Linked DNA regions of Gossypium arboreum: region 1 is linked to region 2. The links are chromatin contacts, called in public Hi-C maps. All regions are on one chromosome and are shown on one strand. Each heading gives the region's core, a stretch centred on a gene start, on an enhancer-like site or on the middle of the called end of the contact. The rest is flanking DNA. Distances are from core to core; before and after follow the strand shown. Region 1 holds the start of LOC108485279 (sister chromatid cohesion protein PDS5 homolog C-like). Region 2 overlaps LOC108486579 (chaperone protein ClpB3, mitochondrial).

What was found. Hi-C and Micro-C count contacts between places; a contact is called where the count stands out from the background.
Region 1: a Hi-C map of leaf shows a contact between it and region 2, with 3 times the contacts expected there. The contact joins the promoter of LOC108485279 here to the enhancer-like site in region 2. A contact is called at or near these places in 2 of 5 Hi-C or Micro-C datasets (both in leaf).

What each region holds. Positions count from the first base shown.
Region 1 is chr6:99,738,623-99,741,984 of ASM2569848v2, forward strand. It overlaps LOC108485279 (sister chromatid cohesion protein PDS5 homolog C-like), which reads left to right and starts at 1,763. Exons shown (of 15, transcript XM_053029546.1): 1 at 1,763-1,950; 2 at 2,087-2,228. The coding sequence starts at 2,127.
Region 2 is chr6:99,688,184-99,691,419 of ASM2569848v2, forward strand. It overlaps LOC108486579 (chaperone protein ClpB3, mitochondrial), which reads left to right. Exons shown (of 10, transcript XM_017790702.2): 9 at 1-264; 10 at 709-2,107. The coding sequence ends at 1,020. Among protein-coding and RNA genes, the nearest start is that of LOC108484241, 4.3 kb to the right of the region's middle. Within about 2 kb of position 1,923, at least 2 of the 2 cell types and tissues checked have an H3K27ac peak or open chromatin away from gene starts, as enhancers often do. A contact at or near this core is called in leaf, where this site is marked.

The DNA.
Region 1 (3,362 bases), core at 513-3,012, 50 kb after region 2:
CATTGAATCGTAAAATTTCTAATGAAGTGAATTATCAGACATCGTGAAAATTGATCAAAATAATAAATTATAATTAATATTGAATCGAAATGGAAATTATATTGAAAAATGATTTAAATACCCTATTAACTAGTCGGGCTAGTCGGATATAGTTGGCATGCCATAGGATATGGAAGAGTACGGGTTTTTGCAAACATCGATCGAGCACTTATGTGTCGAATATTGTTATCGTTATGTTATCGATTCGACACTTTGTGTGTCGAATCGTTATCATATCATTATGATTCAAAGACTTTGTGTGTTGAATATCGTTATTGTTATCTTATTCTTCTTCTTTGCTACAATTATCGATTACTTATTAGATATTGTGTACCGTTAAGGCACATTGTGCCGTATTGGTGTGTTGGTTGGAATCCGTGTATCCGCCGAGTTCGAGTCAAGTTAATAGGGATAAATGAAATAAATCTACTGATAAAACTAAATTTGAATGATATGTCCCATGTGAAAGTTGAGAATTGAAATAAAGAAATAAGAATGGTATATATATATATATATATATATATATATATATAATTGAATGATAACATGAAAGATTGAATTGTTCATTAAGTGATGATAATTGTAATGTAAAAGTATGTGTGTGATTTAATGTATTTAATTATAAACTGAATTATAGTGATACCACTGAGTATATGCATACTTAGCGTACGGTTGTTTCCGTCATGCAGTTGTAGAAGTCAAAATGAACCAAAGATCCAAAGCCGGACCGACTTCAAACAAACTTTTGGTGATGTATATTTTCTTTTGGTAATGTGACATGTACTTAGGATGTGTATAAAGGTTATTATGTTTTGAATATAAATGGTTTAAAATATTAGTATTGTAAGTTTAAGAATTATAATGAAAAAGTTTATTCATTTCAAAAAAAAATAAATAAAAAAATAAAAAAGTAAAAATAAAAATAAAAATTTGGAATATTTAAACGAATGTCGTTTCACTTAAATGTATGTTTTAAACTTTGAGAGTTCGGTATAGGGATTTAGTAATTAAATTATGCTATGAATGTTATTTTATTTGTGAATTATTCATAAGTTGTCTGATACGTTCAGTAATACCTCGTAACTCTGTTCCGACGACGGTTCGAGATTAGGAGATGTTACAAATTGAACCCACGTAATATTTGATGACCAACAACATCATGTTCCTAATGAAAATTCGATGGCCTGAACAACGGACGATTCATACTTGTCAGAATGGTTGCAATAGGTGAAACATATGAATGTCCTTCCGATTGGTTGTTAATGGGTTTACTCCTCAAGCAGCCTTCTAACTTACCATACATCCTTATTCGGATGGGTTCTAACACACATCATCATCTTTATAATATTAAAATTAGATTAAGAACCGTTATTAATTACAATAAATTTTTTATATATTTTAATTTAGTTTAATTTTGGAATGAATTTTATTTAATTTTGGAATTAATTCTATTAGGTATATATAGTTTTACATGAATGTTTATTTTATTTTTATCTGCTATTTAATATTTTGAAGTTTAATAATGAGTTTTATTTGTAAAACTAATTATCTTTATCTTTCGAAAATTACAATTTTTTGTTTACAAAAACGTAATTTCAAATTCAGTATAATAAATGGAAAGCTAATAAGGTAACAACAAAATCGAGCCGTCAAATAAACACAAATAGGTCCACATCCTAAGAATCCAACGGTGGACTTAAAGCCCGTAATTTAACTCCATTTCATAACCACGGCGTAATCCGAGCAAAGCTTTGCTGTATTTTCCTTTTAAAGCCCACACACACCTACAGAAAAAAAGTAAAACATATTTTTAATATAATTTTTAAAACAGTATTTCAAAAAAAAAAAAAAAAAACTCACTCATCACTTTCTCTATTTTTCGCACGAAAAAACCCTAACTTTCGCTCGAGTGTATGCACTTTTTCTCTCTTTAATCTTTATAGTTTGGTGTTATTTCGCGTGAGTTTCTTTTAGGTTTCCAGAATGGTGTGAAATCGAGGCCTTAGGTTTTAGATTTTTTTTAAAGGATCTGTTTCTGTATATTTAGGTACATAATTGTTTTTGTTCTTAAAAAAAAAAAGAAGGCTATGGCGGCATCAGATAAAGAGCTGGAGTTACAATTAATGGAGGCTGGGAACATGCTCGTTGAACCACCTTCATCAGTTGATGAGCTCATTCCTCTCCTCGACGTATGCCCTAATTACTGTTTTTCTTCAGGCTTTAATTACGTTTTATACTTCGCTCGTTTTTTTAATTATTAGACTTTGATTTATGTGATTTCATTACGCATGCGGTTTGAATTTTATCTTTGGTGTGATATCTTTTAAATATCTGCTATTAAAGTTAGTTCTTTTTCTCCATTGTGATCTGCTTTTACCTCTTGTTCTAAAGTTTTCTTCTTTTGCATGTTTTCACTTATTTAATTTTGCTTCTGGCATTACCGTTTTGAACTTGGGAAACTGTTTTTGATTTCTCTGTTCTTTTTTTTTTTTTTTTGGTGTAGATATATTGATGTGTATGTTTGCAAATTTGCTAAATGACTGATATCATTAACGGGTTTGCTGTGCTAGATTTTGAATACTAGCATGTTAAATTTATTTGAATGCAAATTCTATACAGTAGTAAATGATGAAAATCCTTTGAACTTTTGTGTTTCTTTCAAATTCAAAAATAAGTGCTCGCGCGCGCTTTTCTTGTCTATATGTGGCATAAAGGGAATCCCATACCTGCCTTAAATTTTGTGAAATCCGAGAAACCATTACAATAAATTTTATCCTCGATTTCTTAGTTAATTAAGCACTAGCTATGTTTGGTTACTATAATTTTACAACCAAAGTTAAATTTTTTTTACCCACTTGAGATGGCATTGAAAGCGATGAAAGCTAATATGGAAAGCACACGTAGGTATTGTGCGAAAACCTTCCTATTAAGGAAAGAGTTTGCTGGGCTTGCTAGATTATGTTTTCATTGTATAAAACATGGATATGAATCAGAACATTCTTTGTTGCAAATATATTGTCTGTCCGCCCTCCCCTCCCCATCACACATGCAGCCCCTTAAAAGAATTGCAAATGATAACATCATTAAAGCAGACTTTGGGATTCTGATAATCAGAAAAAACTTTGGTGCCATACATTGTTTAGACAAGGTCACATGCATTCATGATTCCAAGGAAGAAAAACTTTGAAGAGGACCTGCAAAAAAAGAGGCAAATTATCCTTAGGTAGATTGTTTGTTTAGGATCTATGCCTCTTTTGATCTATCTCATTAGGTATAGTGTTTGTTAGGGTTTTACAATTGTTCTTGAGTAAGTTTCTGCAAGA
Region 2 (3,236 bases), core at 673-3,172:
GGAAGGATAACTGACTCTCAGGGAAGGACTGTTAGTTTTACAAATTGTGTAGTAATAATGACTTCAAATATCGGCTCTCACTACATTTTGGAAACTCTCCAGTCTACATATGACAGCAAGGATGCTGTTTACAATGTGATGAAAAAACAGGTGGTTGAGTTGGCAAGACAGACTTTCCGCCCGGAGTTCATGAACCGGATTGATGAGTATATTGTTTTCCAGCCTCTTGACTCCAAAGAAATCAGTAAAATAGTTGAGTTACAGGTGATTAATCTTTGCAACCTTTCCTCGGTCTTTGATATTTGCCTCCTCCAATTTTTTTTCTTCATGAGGGATATGCTTAGACTAAAATATTACTATATTAGTAATTAACTTTGACCTAGTATCATTGGAACTTGGAAGCCTCGGAATAGAAAATAGTGAATACTAGATAAGATCTTTACTTTAGGTTCTTTTCAAATTAGGGGGAGCAGTTGATCTGGTTAACTTTTTTTGACTTAACTGATCAACATTATATTTTAACTGATCTAACTGAACCGACTTTACGTGCATATCAATCAGAGCTTGCCCCAAAAGCACTTGCTAGAAAAATTCTCGAAGAGGAGGGAAGTTAATATCAATGAATTGGTTATACTGTTATTGTATGTTATTTACTCAAGGTAGATACAGTTAAGGATTAAAGAGGTTTATTATCTCCCTTGTTTCCAGATGGTGCGGTTAAAAGATAGACTGCGACAGAAGAAAATCTATCTGCGCTACACAAAGGAAGCTGTTGAACTTCTGGGGACACTGGGATTTGACCCTAACTTTGGAGCAAGGCCAGTTAAGAGGGTGATACAACAATTAGTGGAGAACGAAGTTGCAATGGGAGTGATGAGAGGAGATTTCAAGGAGGAAGACTCGATCATTGTTGATGTGGAGTCCTTGCCGTCGGTGAAGGACCTTCCCCCCCAAGATAAGTTATGCATTAAGAAATTGGAGAGCAGTTCTCCATTAGATGTTATGGTTGCAAATGATTAGCGCTGCCTTTAGGAGATGTTTATCATTCGTACATATACAAGCAGTTCTAGGTTAAATAATGTTATACTTGATTTGAGTTCCTTTCCACATTTCAAAGTCAAAACAAAGATATTGTGATGAATCAGGGGTACTCGAACGCTTTTTCATAGCATTCCACTTTATTTATATATAAAAAAACCTTATAGTTTCTCATATATATATATATATATATTCATGTATATTTCATTTTTAAAATTTTGGATCATTTTGAAGTCTTTTCGGGTTCAAAATAGTTTTGGGTTATTATGATTTCTGATTTTAATTTGGATGACTGATTTGGGTTCTAGTGATTTTAGGTTTGAATTATTTCATATTCGAGTTAGTTTTGTGTTTAGGTCATTTTAAAGCAAGTCGATTTGGGTTTGGGGTTTGTCAATTTTATATAGCCAAATCAAGTTGAGTTGGTTTGAGTTTGAGTCGGTATGAGTTTTATCAAGCCAAATTTGGTTGAATTTGAGTTAAATTAATAGAATCAGGTTTTAGGTCTAAGATCAGAATTACTCGTCTAATTCACGACATTTGAGTCTCGACACCCCGAAAAAAAAATGCAGCAGTGACATTTGCCGATGCTAAAACTGGGCGGATTGAAGCGAAAGAAGACAGCATGTAAAGCAAGGCAGGCAAGTACTTTTTATTTGTTTATTTACTTTTCCATTCTTTGCAATGTATGTGTTCCTTCCCATCCTACCGTATAATTATTGAATTTTATCGAGGAAATGTCTGTTTCCCATCACCTTTCCAACCTAAGAACTTACACAATCAATCAAGGCATGGAAAGATAATAGACAGTTTGAGTTATCCCTAGTAGTGCAGTGGGGCCTGAGCTCTTCCTTAAATTGGAGTAAGCTTTTTTGATGAGGGGAGCTGGAGGGCACTGATGAGACTGCCGTGACGTCCCTCCTTGTCTTTGGTATCCAATTCCAACATCAGTTGTCCTTTGCACGTTCCCTCGTTCAAGGCATTTTTGTACGCTACCTTAATCCTACTTGAGCCGAACTTTACTATTCATATTTGAATTTTTATTTCTAATCTATATGGATTTGACAGATATGCTCTACCAAAACAACATTATCGTTAATTATATTTAACCGAAAATATATTCAATTGTAGTTTTAGTTGGTTAATTTTTATATTTTAACTTTTATGTAATTTGTTTTTATAATCTGGGCAATTATTATAATTACAAACTTATTCATTTTCTTTAAATTAAAGAAGAGAGAAAAAATATAATTAAGTGAATAGGTGAAGAGGAGGTTGTTTTGTTTTCGCGTGGTAGTTCTGTTGTGGGCTCTAAAATAAGAGGCGATTTAACAAAATCAAATATCTAATGGGTACTAAAATTTTTAATGCAATACCAATCATTTCTATTGGATCCATACTAATATTTGTAATAAAATTTTAAATGACTCAATTCTAAATTTCTATAGCTAGCTGTCTAACTTGCACAATTTTGGTATTTTAATAGAGAAAAGATTGTATGAAACAAGATAATGTTATGTCATCGTATTCATTTCTAATAGTTTTATGTCACATTAGTATTCTTATCTTGTATTTTAAGATTTTATCTTAAATTTTAGTATTTTAATTTTTAATTTAGATTTGATTTTTTTAAGGATAAAATCTTAAAATTTAAGATAAAATCTGATATGACATAAAATTATTAGAAATGGATACAGATGTTTCATACAATCCTTTCTCATTTTTAATATTACACACACAATCAAAGTTTTGAATTTCACTTAAGCTTTGGTTGCAAATTTTACCCTTACCGTTTTCATGTTTCATTTGTTGGTTTCATTCTCTCTTTATAAAAGAAAAAATGGTTGATGCTAGATCCCAAGGAAAAAAAACATGAAGGTCCTAAAACTACCGTACTCGTTTAAAATTTCAAAATTTTTATACTCAAACCTTGAAAAACAATCAATTTGGAACTCCAACAGTCCAAGCTTTTCATTTCTGCCCTTTCTGATTCTATCAGCATTGAGGCTTCATTTTGAAATTTCAACAGTGAGAACCGAAATCAGGGTGAGGAGAAACAGTTGTCAGATTTTCCAATTTTATCTATTGGTCGACCACATAGATCAAATCTACGATAGTTGGGGATTTCGATTTCGATTTCATGACATATGAGGCTTTCTTCACAAGTCTAATCCGAATGAAGAAAATGGCATGTTTTA